2 separate regions of the Danio rerio genome follow, and region 1 is linked to region 2. Evidence: chromatin contacts called from public Micro-C data. All regions are on one chromosome and are shown on one strand. The core of a region is the stretch at or near the end of the contact, and the rest is flanking DNA. Distances in the headings are between cores, read along the strand shown.

What was found. A called contact is a pair of places that touch in the nucleus more often than the background predicts.
Region 1: a Micro-C map of caudal fin shows a contact between it and region 2, with 8 times the contacts expected there. The contact joins the promoter of smyd4 here to the promoter of ovca2 in region 2. A contact is called at or near these places in 6 of 18 Hi-C or Micro-C datasets (caudal fin, embryo, hematopoietic stem cells and 1 more) and 2 of 4 datasets of contacts at active chromatin or transcription factors (caudal fin and embryo).

Annotation. Positions count from the first base shown.
Region 1 is chr10:41,087,527-41,094,797 of GRCz12tu, reverse strand. It overlaps smyd4 (SET and MYND domain containing 4), which reads right to left and starts at 3,289. Exons shown (of 10, transcript NM_001076594.1): 1 at 3,079-3,289; 2 at 2,500-2,644; 3 at 904-993; 4 at 1-807. The coding sequence starts at 3,212. LOC141376432 (a long non-coding RNA gene) reads left to right here and starts at 2,347. Exons shown (of 4, transcript XR_012386473.1): 1 at 2,347-2,667.
Region 2 is chr10:40,679,129-40,687,003 of GRCz12tu, reverse strand. It overlaps ovca2 (OVCA2 serine hydrolase domain containing), which reads left to right and starts at 1,565. Exons shown (of 2, transcript NM_001020555.1): 1 at 1,565-1,942; 2 at 5,385-6,012. The coding sequence starts at 1,774. The coding sequence ends at 5,899.

The DNA of each region.
Region 1 (7,271 bases), core at 2,040-4,539, 410 kb before region 2:
AGGTCCGCCTTGAAGCTTCCCGTAAATCACCGCCATGGTGATGGCCATTAAGAAGCGTGAAGCAGGTGAGTGTTGTGCCACATGCGGTAAAAGGCTATAGATGCCCATGTATGAGCTGCCATGAAAACAGTCTGTATGGTCTAAACTTTTTCCACAGTCCCCTCCGAGACTCAACTGGACTGGTGAATCATTTTTATAAGTGGTCACATGGTCTTTTGTGTTTTTAATCCCCATTTGGACTTCAGTTTGTCCTGCTTTAAGGACCACTCTTAGTGCTAAATGTCCCAAAACCCCAATGGCCAGCAGATCAGCTCCAACTGGACATTCCCACTGGTGCCATTGATCCCATGCATCTTTCTGACAGCTCTCTCCACAATATCGAGCGTAACTACACTTTGGACAGGGCACAAAACTCAGTGACTGGCTGAGGCAGTGGTGACAATGTCGATCTTCAGTACCAAATGTCTCTACCGCCTTATTGGTTCCTGTATTAAATATGTTAGCTGGTATAAGGACAGAACAGTAAGCTTCATCTTCCAGCACCACTTCTCCAGCTGGTTTATTCTCCATGACTAACATGTGGCGACCTTTGTCCGAGCTGAAATAAACAGATACACCATCTGAAAGATGACCAGTAGAGTTTACAGTCTTCTGGCATGGTGATAATTGATGATCTGTGTGTGGTATGTTGGGTTTTTCAGCTTTTCTTAGCTGATTCTGGCAGGCGGTTTGTCTAGTTTGTAGTTTGTCCTGCAGGTGGCTTGGGTAACCGGCCTCCAGAGAACGCCTGATGTCTTCAAGACATGCCTAAAATAAAGAAATACTCATTTAAATGTTTCGGTTGTGTGATGAATGCTTAAAAAATATAGATTATTTGATGTAGAGCATGAAGCAGACTCCCACTTGGTAGAGGCCTTGGTAAAATAGGGCAGCAGAACGGTTAGCATAGCACAAGGAGAGCTCATCTGTATTCTTGTCAGCATGGCAAACACCCTGAAACATTCAAAAGAGACAAATTATACTATGCACACCAAACCTAATGTTATTCGAAATCAAATTTGATTAATAATAATAACAGTGCAACTCAAAAATCATAGTTTATTGAACTACATTAGCTAATTTTATTGACAATATGTTTGCAGTATTGCTTTCATCTCATAGGATTTAAAAACATGGACGGTTTCTTATTTCAATATTAATCAAATCTCATACTGGTCTACAAATACAGTCTAATAAAAGTCATACCGTGACTGTTTCTGTTGTAGGGCACTGCGAAAAGGGGCGGGATTAAACAAGATGATCAGACATTTTAAAAATTGAGCAATTGGTTCATATTTTACATTTCTGTCCAGAGAGGTCATGTTTTGATGTTCGATTAAGAACACAGCGAACTTAAAAACTTGTTGCATGAGCTGGTGTTTCCGATCTGTCGCATTCGGGTGCGTATGAATGGAAGTCTACGGGGCGAAAAGTGCTGTGTGACCGCAGCTTCAGACTACTTAACTTTAAACTTGCTAGACCTTACGAAATCATGCGCCCAAAAATGAAAATTTACTCACCCTCATGTTTCTAAGTTTCTTCATAAATATATTTAAGAAGCTAAAAACGTTAACCATTAACTTCTATAGCAGGAAAAACGAACACTATGAAAGTAAATGTTAAAGTCCATATGAACCTGAAGCTGCAACCATTTTATTTTTGTATTGTGACAGTTTCTAGAGAAGTAGAATATTAAATGAGAAAAAAATGGGTGTGGCTGATTGGATGTTGTAAAGTAGACATTTTCATTTGGAAAGATCAGGAATAGGTTAGAGACAACAGACACCTCTTCCTCACCATTTCTGTTCGTTGACATAGCGCTGTCAAAACTGACAATTAAAGGGGGATGGTTGAGTATGTTAGCCACGCCTTATACCTCAGACAATGGCTATTTGAGAATTTTACTAAAAACAAGCAGGAAGTGCTTAAGATTTTAATTTTTGATTTATATGGCATTTTTTCTTTCTTAATAACATGTACAGATCAATTGTTCGACACAAAACTAGCAATGTTAGATAATAAAATCAATATCGTTAATTTTGATTTCATGTGTACTTAAACAGGTTTTCAGTTTTCTTCTAAACATATTATTTTGTGCCCAACAGAAAATAGTAAGATAGACATGTTTGAAACCAGCTAAATGTGAGTAAAGGCTGACATTATTTTCAGCTTTGGGTGAACTAAGTTATCCTAATTAAAAAAAAAAAAAAGTCTATGCCCTCAAACCTCGGGCCCCAAACTCACGCCATTGGTTGATAAACTGTTGCTATGACGATATATTAATGATAGGTGCCATTGCAATTAATTAACGTCGACTTAAAGCAAAACGTGATAGCAAACATGCATTTAAAGCAAATGTAACGCGATTTTAACCATGCCTAAATAAATAAGCAGGATAACACAACTCAGGATATAATAAATACGAAAATTATACATAGTAGATATGCCGTTTTTTCGTACCTTGGAGTAATGAAGCACTGCTGCGGGGTAATCCTTGACTTTGAAGCTGAGGTTGCCTTGCTGTCTAAACTCAGAAGCTGTTTCAGGAGACTTTTTGACGGAAAACTTCTCTGAGATTCTGGACAGAATGTTGAGATCCTCTGGACTGATATGGACAAATCCGAAAACGTAGGTGGCATATTTATTTTTACATAGAAACATATGACGAAATGCTACTAACTTACATGCTAAACTTGCTAGAATGTCACTGAACAACTGAATCCACAACTACTAAATAGGGAGGTTAATAAGTAAATTAACTTCTTTGAGATTTTGGACAGTGTTGAGATCCTCCGGACTGAGATATGGACAAATCCGGAAAAAAGGTGGAATATTTAACGTTATTTATTTAACTTACTTGGAAACATGTGATGCTACTTCTTGCTAAACTGTAACGTTAGATTGACATTGGTGTCACTTTAATTGAACAGCTGAAACAGTAATTCCTGCAGCATTTACGTAAAAATAGAGGTTCATTTTTATGCTATCAAACATCATTTTAATTAATTTATAAACATCTCCACAGTGCAACAGACTGACCATATTAGTGACAGCCCGTAGTTGAATATGGCATCTATATCAGTCAGAAGGCTGAAACGCTCAGTTTCTTCAGATCTCAGTTCAGCCCATTTCTGCTCGACATGACAAACCCAATCTTGGCAGGGCAGATCCATTCAAAACCCACTCAAATAACTGTTAACACACAAGCGAAAAGTACGAAGCCCTCCAACACTTTAAATTTCACAACAACAACTTGACTTCCGGTTGGAGCTTTTATCAATTTCCAAAATAAAAGCACTGTTCTCATAATTTAAAATATTAAAAAGCATCATAGACTGGAATGTTTTTGATGTTTTCTTGCGGTCATCACGACAAGTCGGGTGGTTTTAGTACGCTTAGATTTTTTTAATTAACTTTTTAGGTCAGATTTTTTTAAATTATGCACCTTTTTTATTTAATTAGTATTCCTTCCTGGGCCACCTTGGTGAAAGGTACTTTATGTTAAATATGCATTTTATTTTTGTTTGTTTTGTCTTCTTAATTCTGAACTGTTATGCGTTGTTGTTGTTGTTTATTATTATTATTATTATTATTATTATTATTATTATTATTATTGTGTGTGTGTGTGTATACATCTCAAACAGTAGTAGACATTTTAAGACTAGACTTGATCAACTTATTTTTGACAGATGTCATATTGGGCATACAAGATTAGCCCATATGCTTTTTTGTGTTTAACTCCACAAAACGTTTTTTTTTTTTTTTTGTCATATATTAACACTAAAAATCTTATTTAATTTATGTATTCATTCATTTGTCTGTAAATATATATTTATTATTGAAATGTTCTTGCCATAAAAATAGCATTTGTTGCGAATATGGCATTAAATGAAAATTACATTACATTGCTGACTTGCATTTTTATTTAAACTTACATTAATCAAATTGACTAAAATATTATATTACATTTTTGTATAAACTAAAAATATAGTTGAAACCTGATTAACTTTATTAAAACATGTAAAAGAAACATAAAAAATGTTTTTGTCAATTTTTACAGTGTAAACATTTGTTTTCGGTAAAGTATTATTAATGGTTTCTCATTTTAAATAATTTTGGTAATGATATTTGAGTGATTTATTCATTAACTGGATTATTTTCGGTTTGTTCCTCAACACATGATATGTATGTCTATTTTGATGTCAGAAATGCATTGAGAATCTCTTGAAATTATGGTGCATTAAGATCCCCAGTAGATGGTGACGTTGTTCTACTTAACAATCCATGTTTTATACAGGCACTTGACAAAAATGGTCCCGACATTTGACTCTGTTGTCGCCTCTGGTTTAGTTCTTTTATTATCTCTGTGGTTGGTCAAGATCTCTTGGGACTTCATTGGCTGTTCATTAGAATCTCTAGGTAAATATAATGACTGTTTTGAGATAACCTGCATTCAACTTTCTCCAGCGGCCCCAATGCAATGCATTCACATTAAGTAACTGCAGATTTAAAAAGAGATTTTTTTTATATAAATGCACTGTTTAATTAATGTCACAGAAATGTTTATTAAAATCAGAATCTCCTTCATAAGGATTTAAAGGATTTGCAAGGTTAATGTGTCTGTTGTTTGGTTTGCTGCATGAAATTGCACAGAGAAGAAAGAGCAATTTATTTTTTGATGAAACAAATCTGCATCTGTGAAAGGAGAACTGCTGTATGATATTTGTGAGAGACTATTAATTTCCAGAATTTACATGGAAATGATTCCCACTAGTCAACAACAACAAACAAGAAAAGCATTATTTGAGCTCCCATATTTCTTGTGCCACAAGGAAGAAAATGGCATTAAATGTGCTGTATCTTATAGCACATATTTAAATGCTACAGTATATAACAGAGTTTTCATGTTAATTAGGCCGCTTTTCTATTATTTTGAGCTTGGTTGTATCATCAGATTAATCCTAGTGATAAAGGATTGTGTTCATAACTTTTAAGAAGCGTTCCCATGTCTGCATATGAATATTAATGTTGTATTGTGTCTGTAAAGCAGCTGCTTCTGCGAGGTCCTGTGGGACGATCAATGCTTCTCATACATGTGCTTTATTTCTTTATAACTGCTGTTGTGTTTCATGTTTGTCTCAACAACTGCTGTTGCTGCACCCTGTGATCTAAGGCTTGTATGATCTTGTTTTTTTGTGACTGTCGTTTGTTGTTGCTTGTGGGTGAAATGTTTTTCAAGAACATGGAGTGTTTAAATATTTAACCATCTTCCTTATTTGGCTATATTTGTCATGATTTCTTTTTTTAAATTGGATAAAATCAATTCAGCTGGAGACATGGTGGCTCAGTGGTTAGCACTGTCGGCTCACAACAAGAAGGTCGCTGGTTCGTCTCCCAGCTGGGTCAGTTGACATTTCTGTGATGAGTTGCATGTTCTGGTTTCCTCTGGGTGCTCCGGTTTTAAGTTGTATGGGTAGATTTCTGGTGATATCCAAAATACATTGTAAATCCAATAATGTCTTATGCCACAAATGATAGGAATATTAAGTATAGATTGTTTTGTATGTCTTCCATGTTATTCAGTCTGTTCTGGAAAATGAAACGTGAGCAATAATATCTAAATGTAGTCTTAATGATGCAAGCTGAGATCGCATCGCTTAAAGTTGCAATGTCAGACACCATGCACTCAATGGAGCAAGTGACGTCACTGTGAGGGGTAGGGTTAGGGAGATAGGTCAGTGCCTTTAAACCACATTGAATGCAGCTCAGAGTCTGCAGCCAGACCAACCTCAAGATTGGGGGGGATCAAAGTCAAAACTGTTTTTATTCAGGCATTTTCTCTTTGTTCAAAAAAGCAAACAAATTGATTTCAGCTTCAGTCAACTTCACAATTCGTTTTCCAAGTGCCGATTAGTCAACTAAATATGAAGTACATTTACATTTAGACAAGAAGAGGCAATTAAGTGCTAGAGTATGGAGGTGGAGTGTTTTTTTTTTTTTTTTTTTGTAAGTGTTTCTATAGGGGGTTTGTCAAGTCAAAACTGTTTTTATTCAGGCATTTTCTCTTTGTTTGTTCAAAAAAGCAAACAAATTGATTTCAGCTTCAGTCAACTCCACAATTCGTTTTCCAAGTGCCGAATAGTCAACTAAATATGTAGTACATTTACATTTAGACAAGAAGAGGCAATTAAGTGCTAGAGTATGGAGGTGGAGTTTTTTTTTTTTTTTTTTTTTTTTTTTTTTGTAAGAGGAGTGTTTCTATAGGGGGTTTGTCAAGCTCACCTGTGTGAAGCACACTTTAATAAATTCAGTGTTTTTTCCCCTCTTCTTAATATAATATATATGGAGTGATTTGTGGAGTGACAAGCCGAGATATCCTCCAGGTATGGTGAGAACTTTGCAGCCACCATTTGGTCATTTTGATGAAATGAAAGAGAGCTGTGCGTCATCGGCATAACAATGAAAAAAACCATGTGATTGGATGATGGTTCCCAGGGATGTGGTGTTAATAGAAAATAGTAGGGGATCAAGAACAGATCCCTGAGGTACCCCTGTGACCAGCTGATGAGCTTTGGATACTTCTCCTCTCCAGGAAACCCTATGTTTGTTTTGACATTTTAATCGAACATGTACTAGTATTTATTTTAAGGGTGCAAGTGTTTTTTTAGATACTAGTATCTTTTTCATTTAAGTACTAGTACTTATTCATTAGATGATAGTGTTTATTCATTAGATACTAGTACTTATTCATTAGAATATGGCTGCCGTCGCATCATCCAGGTGGATGCTGCACACTGGTGGTGAATGAGGAGATTCCCCCAAAGTGTAAAGCGCTTTGAATGCCCAGAAAAGCACTAAATAAGTGTAAGGAATTATTATTATTATTATTATTATTATTATTATTATTATTATTAGATACCAATGCTTTTTCATTAGACACCACTCGTGCTTTATTCATTACATACTAGTGTCTATCGTTTAGATGTGCTTTTTAAATATATGTTACTGTTTGATTATTAGACTAGTTCGTTTTTATTTGATACTAGTACTCATTCATTAGATGCTAGTATCTATTAAATAGGTAGTATTTATTCATTAGATACTAATTTTTATTAAATAGATTCTAGCTCTTATTTATTAAATACTAGTACTTTTCTTAATAGTAACCAGTAACTATTCTGTTGTTACTTATAATACATTACAATTTTTTTTCTATTGATTTCTATGAAATC
Region 2 (7,875 bases), core at 316-2,815:
CTTTCTATCTATCCATACATCTATTTATCCATCTCTACACCCCCCCATCCATCCACCTTTCCATCTATCCACCTATATACCTATCCATCCATCCATCCATTTTTCTATCTATACATCCATCCATCTATACGTCTGTCTTTCAATGAATCAATCTGTTAATGTATCAATCTGTCAATGAATCCATCCATCCATCCATCCACCTACCTATCTACCTGTTTATCTATCTATCCATCTATCTATCCATCCATCCATCTATTTATCCATCTATACATCCACCCATCTACATGTCTGTCTGTCAATGAATCAATCTGTTAATGTATCAGTCTGTCAATGAATCAATCTATCTGTCCATCCATCCATCCATCCACCTACCTTCCTATCCATCTATCCATTCATCCATCTATTTATCTATCTATACATCTATCCATCTGTCCATCTATACATCCATCCACCTGTATGTCTGTCTGTCAATGAATCAATCTGTTAATGTATCTATCCGTCAATGAATCAATCCATCCATCCATCCATCCATCCACCTACCTACCTACCTGTTCATCTATCTATCCATCCATCCATCCATCTATCTATCTTTCTATCCTGTAGTTCTTTCATTCTGTCGTCTCAGCAGAACTTGCAGAACTGGACTCAGATCAGTGTTTGTTATAACAGATGAACTCGGTGTTGTGTAAGAGTATAAGTAGAGGCATCAGGCCTCCAGGGTTGCTGCTCATTTTTAGATTAATTGTCAAGTGCTCAGGAGGCACAATCATCCAGAAAACTCGCCGAGATCAACAGAGAGAAATAATCATCTAACCAAATTAAGAACTTTCCCCTCTAGGATAGCATGAAGTATTGAATGCATACAGATTTATGTTAAACTCCCTTTTTTGTGGAGTTATTTACATTCTTTAGAAGCTGGAGGCATTTTCTCTTTTTTCTTAAACAAACATTTGGAAATACAGGAGAGGCAGAATCCCAAGAATGTTATGCCTAACTGAAAAATAGCATAGACATCATGTATTATATCTTTCGTTGTTTTAATTGCATTGAAATGATCCAGCACATATTCATTTATGGATATATATGTTTAAATTTCATTACTTGGTGTCACAGTGAGACGTCCCCCTTTGCACATACATTTTGAGACACTTGATTTTAACAATCTTACCATATTTTGTCATTATAGTGGGCTATAATTACTCGTTGTTATAGTCTCAGTGCAACGTATTTACATAATGTATTAATTGAGGGAAAACTTACTTACATTTTTTTAGTTATTTGTTTTGGCATATGTGAGAGGCTTACATATACGTGCCATTTTATACAACACAGCTTTCTGTGGGGAACGGTTGCCCCCTGGCGTTTGAAATCGGAACTATATTTCTGTTTCTAATTGTTGGAAACTAACGAGTATTTTATGGAAAGCACAATTTTTTGATTAACATATAAAACGCATTTAGCTTTAGTGTTTGTTTGTAATTAGGAAGCTTTATAAACAAATTGCAGACAATATTCGCATTGGGGGAACTCTTAATCTCTTATGTTTCCACACGGTCATAAATCTGTCGCACAAAAAGGAAACGTCAAGTTTATAGTTTATCTGTAGAGTTTAAATTGATATTTAAAACTATATATCACAATATATATATCTGAAGTTTTAGGTCAGCTTTTCACTGTATGTCGCACTTGCTTATGATTTAGTACGCTCGTGTTTAGCGTTTGCAGCACCGCTATAAAATCACAACAGCATTGACAGGTTATTAATAATTTAAAATGTCTGCAGTTCCTCTTCGAATTCTCTGTATTCACGGTTATCGACAGAATGGAAACTCTTTTAGGGAGAAGACTGGAGCTTTACGCAAACTATTAAAGAAACAAGTGGAGTTGGTGTTTATTAGTGCGCCACACCAAGTTCCTGCCATTCAGGAGGAAAACTGTGGAAGTGAGTATGAATCTGGTCATCCTTGCTATATGAGCAATCAAACTCGTCAATCTAATAATTGTATACATCTTTACTGGTGGTCAAACTGTAATTGCATTTTTATGCTTTTTATGTTTCTTATTATCACTGTTGAATGAGAGTTAAACATATTAAATTTGACAGAGAATACAGAAAAACTATTTGAATTTATGGTAAAATTTAATGTACATGTAATAGCAAATGTCAATCATATCAATAATTAATAATACTTACTAAGTATTAACGTAATAATAAAGTAATAATAACTAAGTATTATTATTACTACTTTAATGTCCTGCTGAGTTAATTCAATTTATAGGAAAAAAATATGAGTTTTTATGCTTTTGCTGCATTTTTAGGCAATATTGATTCATAATTTCTAACACATGAGCAGTTCTGTGCAATTGTCAACCTTGCCATGAAAAGATTTAAGTTTTTCCAAAATACGGAAACTGTTTCTGGGTTTTTTGTGTAAGCAAGTATTTTATAGTACTTTAGAAATACATCTGTCAATGTTTTCAAATGATTCTATTTGATTTACCAAAGTCACACAAGTGGCAATTTCACATCTGCCATATCCAGAACAGAGAGATTTCACATCCGTAAGACCATTTTTACCTCATAAATGTGAAAATATAAAATAAAAATAAAATACATTTTATTTTAGTTTCATAGAGAGCCGACTCTTTTAATGATTATAGTTTTTTTTTTTTTTTGGGGGGGTGCAGTTTAATTCACAATTTCTACAATGTTGTATACTGTTAACCCCGCATATGTTTTTGTCACATCCACACTCTTTGGTAAGTTATTCTGTAAAATATAAACAAAAGTTTTAATATAACATTAACATACTTTCTATGCGAATTTATGTGTTGAGTTTTTACTGCAAATGTCACATCCACAAAAGCCGTTTTTGTGCAAGTAATTGGAACCATAGGTAGGTAGAAACTATGATAAAAAAAATAAAATGAAAATCCTTGAACTTTGAATAATAATTGTCCACATCAGTGGTTCTCTATCTAGTGGTACGCAAGCTTCCTTCTTATAGGACGTTAAGAATTTGCTGAATAATTAAAGTAAAAAAAGGACATACTTTTAACCCTTTGATGCATATAACACTGATGTGATCAGTAAATTGATTTTAATAAGCTAAATCATTTGTTTTATTTAAAAAATTTTATTGTTTGTTGTGTATTCTATCATTTGAAGCTAATTTCCTCCCCATATTTGTAACGGTTGTTGGGCGCGTCTTATATTTTTACATCCCATTGTTGACAGTTATAGCTTAGTCACTTGCTTTTCTGACACAAATAGTCTACTCTAACATGCAGTGAGCAGATCTAATTTCTAAATTTAAATATGTAAATCCAATTCATATATCTAACACACAAGTTAATGTTTAGATATACAAATAAGTCATATATACATGCATCATATATTTCAAAATGTATCAAAAAGAGTTTATGTGAATATGAACATTTCCATGTTTTGATGAATAGGCTACTTTATAATAATACTTTACATGTAAGTACAGCAGTTTTCTTTTTACTCTTTATGAATTTATAATTATAATTAACTTTTAACACAGTACAGTGCTAATGTTCAAACTGTTTATAATGTTTAAAGTTGCTGACAATAATAAATATTTATAATAAGAAGAATTAATCTGCCACGGTTTTGAACTGTGCAGAGCTGTAGCTGCTTAATTTGGTCTACTACGCTACTGTATTTCAATACTGGTCATTATGGTGGTACTTGGATAGACAATTTTTTTTCTGAGGTGGTACTTGGTGAAAAAAAAAATTGAGAACCACTGGTCCATTTCAGATTTGCATTCACGAAAATAAATTATAATTGTATTAAAAATGTCCTTGAAACATTTACAAATTTGCATGTCTTTTTGTTTTGAGGTTTTGTTGTTGTTTTGATGTTGTTGTTGGAAAAATCTTTTATTGCAATATTTTTTATTTCTGTGATATAAATTGCAGTACACACACAATATATATACAATTTCACCTGATGATTTGTGTAGCTCTATTTGGAAATACTTTATTAATTTTAGATTGATACTTCAGGATGATTTTGTAGGCGAGTAAATCATGTAATAAAAGAAACAAATTCCAAGATTAGATTTTTTCCTATATTTTAATTTGATTACATACAGCTACTCAGCTAACATGAAAAGACTGTCATATTTCCTAGTTCCTCCGAAAGGCCTGCCCTCCATTGGCTCTGATTGGTCAGCTAACATAATGGGCCGTGATTCGCAGATTGACTCCACATCACCAGGAAGTGTCTCTGTCATAACATTACAGCACATCTGGCCACACTCCTTTGCCAGTGTGCTCCAAAACAGTGACAAAATTTAAGTTTAGAAGATATAAAACCGATATTAACGTGTAAAGCCTGTAGTTTGTCTTTTCAGCCCATATGGATGAATGGTTTTACTCACCTTAGACTTTAGTTTCTCATCAAATCATAACCATTTATATGCTCTAGTATCTGACATGCTCTGCCCTTCAAGACGCCTCACATTTGGTTTTCATTGATGCTCTTGAGCTGAACCACTCTCACTGGCAGAGCGGTGATCAAACAAAATCCTATTGGCTGTTTTTTTTTAAAGGGGAGGGGCTACTCTGTCCCACTCGTTCATGTTTTGGTTTCAGATTATACCAAACATTGAATAAAATACATATTTCAAAGCAGTTCATGGGACTTTTAAGCCTCAAAGGAATAAAATGCATCAATCTCTTTTTTTTTTTTTTTTTTAGGTGTATTAATATTTCACGAAATTACAGTTTTTATCCATGTTTTAAAAAATCTGTTGTAAAAACGCATTTTCAAAAACTAAATAATTTATTAGAATCTTAAAGGGCACCTATTTTAAAATAACTTTAATAAGAGGGTTAAACACAGTTGTGTGGCAGAAGTGTGTGAATATAGCCAGCCTCTAGTAACAGTTAATTAATTCTATTTTTTTTATAATCACATTGTTCAAAACAGTCTTCAAAAACACTTTGAATGACATTCTCCCTTTGTATATGTCATCAGAGTGGAAAAGTCCCATCCAATAGTGATGATCTCTCCCTCATTAGCATAAACAGCCCTGAGTGAGAAGCAGCCATTTGCCATTACAGTTTTCAAGTTGTACCTGCTAAAATAATGTCAGCGACTAAGTGGCAATACATGGTAAATGTTGAGTTTTAGTATGCACATATGAACAATGTAGTCTCCATAGACTGCCACCTTCTGAGACACTTTTTTGACATTTTGTGAGAATGATATACATGTGAATTTTTTTATTCTATAAATGAAAAGGTTCATTATTTGCTGAGATATTTCCATAATGTAAACAAAAAAAAAGTGTGTTAAAGGTGTATTTTTCCCCTTTCTTTCTCTCACAATTTCTTTTAAATACCATCAGCCAATCAGCAATCTCAAACAGTCAGTGTTGGAGATGAGGATCAGAGGGGCTGGTGGTTTTCTGACGTCCAGGCACGAAGTTTTAACGCCAAGCAGGATTGTGAAAGCAGCCTGGGTCTGGAGGAGAGTATCGAGGCTGTAAAAGCTGCGCTGAAGGATCTCGGCCCCTTCAGTGGCATCCTGGGTTTTAGTCAAGGCGCCGCCCTGGTGGCCATGCTGTGTGCACTGCAAGAACAAAAACTAGAGCCGGATTTCAATTTCCGCTTCGCCATTCTGGTCGCCGGATTCCGCAGCGCTTGTTTAGAACATCAGCGTTTTTACGAAGGCCCAGTGATAACCATCCCCTCCCTGCACGTGTTTGGACAGGACGATCGTGTGATTCCAGAGGAGATGAGTCGGGATCTGTTGCCAGCGTTTGATGGAGCTCAAGTCCTTCTCCATCCAGGTGGACACTTTGTTCCGGCCGCGTCCTCGCACAGGCAGACGTATCAAGACTTCCTCAAGAGATTTCAGTGAAACATTGCCTATAATAAGTGAGTTATAGCTATTATGAAGTAGCTCAGAGGCCTGTAAGGAATTTATATGCTATTCTCAGGGAAATGTTTACTTTAATAAAGACTGTCAACAAATGTGCAGTTCTGTTTTGTTTGTTTTTCAGCTCATTTGATTGACTGTGCTCTTAAAGTCTGTGCAAATAGGAAATTGCTGAGACTTTTCAGTATGTTTATGTTCTTCCGAATACTGAATATTAAGTAGGGGGCGCGGCTTTGATTTTGCTCATTGTTTTTTATAGCAAACTAACAGTAAGAGGGGTGTGGTTAAGAATATTGTGCTGAAGCAGTCAAATTGATGTCAACAGAAGGACAGCCACTACAAACGTGAAAGCAAATGATCAGATAACCAAAACAAACTTTTTTTTTCAGTGGATTAACTTGCACATATTAATTGTTTAACTAAGGATAACCATGTGTGCTAGCAAAATAAACATAATAAGTTTTGATTTCACACAGACTTTATGTATATATTTGAGACTATAGTTGAAATTAACTTTGTATTAGTGGGGACAAATTTTATAGATTTTAACAAGGTTTTTTATTTTATATATAATCAAGTAAGTTTTTTTCAGTTCATTGCTTTTTTCAGTTCATTACTTACTGTTCATATAAAATTGTTTTGTGTTCACAATATAAATGTAAAAAGAGTCTGTAAAGTGACAATGGTTTCACCTCTTCTCCCCCCCTTGGGTTAACGTCAAGGTGGTATATTCCAAGCAGCCATACCTGTTGCACTATTGTTTGAGCGGTCTTTTCCACCTTTACCTTGAACTATGGAGTGTACATTTAATGTAATGAGCTGAAGCTGCCGATCTGTCATAATAACATTCTCTGTGCAGACTCAAAATGGTGTTCTCTCGTCCTTAACTACACAAGGCAGAGCACAAGAGAGTACAGTTACACACGTTCATCACAAATCATTTCAACATAAAACATGTACCTTATAAAAATCATTAAAAATTTCATAGCAAAACACGACATGCACTCACTGGCCAGTTTGCACTTTATTAGGTACACTTTAGTACCGGGTTGGAGCCCCCTTTGCCTTCTGAACTGCCTTAATTCTTCGTGGCATGGATTTAACAAGTACTGGAAACATTACTCAAAGATTTTGGTCCATATTGACATGATAGCAGCACGCAGGTGCTGCAGATTTGTCAGCTGCACATCCATGATGCGAATCTCCTGTTCCACCACATCCCAAAGGTGCTCTATTGGATTAAGATCTGGTGATTGTGGAGGCCATTTAAGTACAGTGAACTCATTGTCATGTTCAGTCTGAGATGACCCATGCTTTCATGTTGTTGGTGCAAAAATCTGACCCTACCATCCGAATGTCGCAGCAGAAATCGAAACTCATCAGATCAGGCATTTTTTCATTTTTCTATTGTCCAATTTCGGTGAGCCTGTGTGAATTGTAGTCTGTTTCCTATTCTTAGCTGACAGGAGTGGCCCCCGGTGTGGTCTTCTGCTGCTGTAGGTTAGACATGTTGTGCATTCAGAGATGCTCTTCTGCATACCTCGGTTGTAACGAGGTTTATTTTTAGTTATTGTTGCCTTTCTATCAGCTTGAACCAGTCTGGCCATTCTCCTTTGACCTCTGGTATCAACAAGGCATTTGCGTCCACAGAACTGCCGCTCACTGGATATTTTCTCTTTTTCGGACCATTCTCTGTAAACCCTAGAGATGGTTGTGCGTGAAATTCCCAGTTGATCAGCAGTTTCTAAAATACTTAGACCAGCCCGTCTGGCACCAACAACCATGCCACGTTCAAAGTGACTTAAATCTTGTTTCTTCCACATTCTGATGTTTGTTTTGCACTGCAGCAGATTATCTTGACTATGTCTACATGCCTAAATATATTAAGTTGCTGCCATGTGATTGGCTGATAAGAAATTTGCGTTAATTAGCAGTTCGACAGGTGTACCTAATAAAGT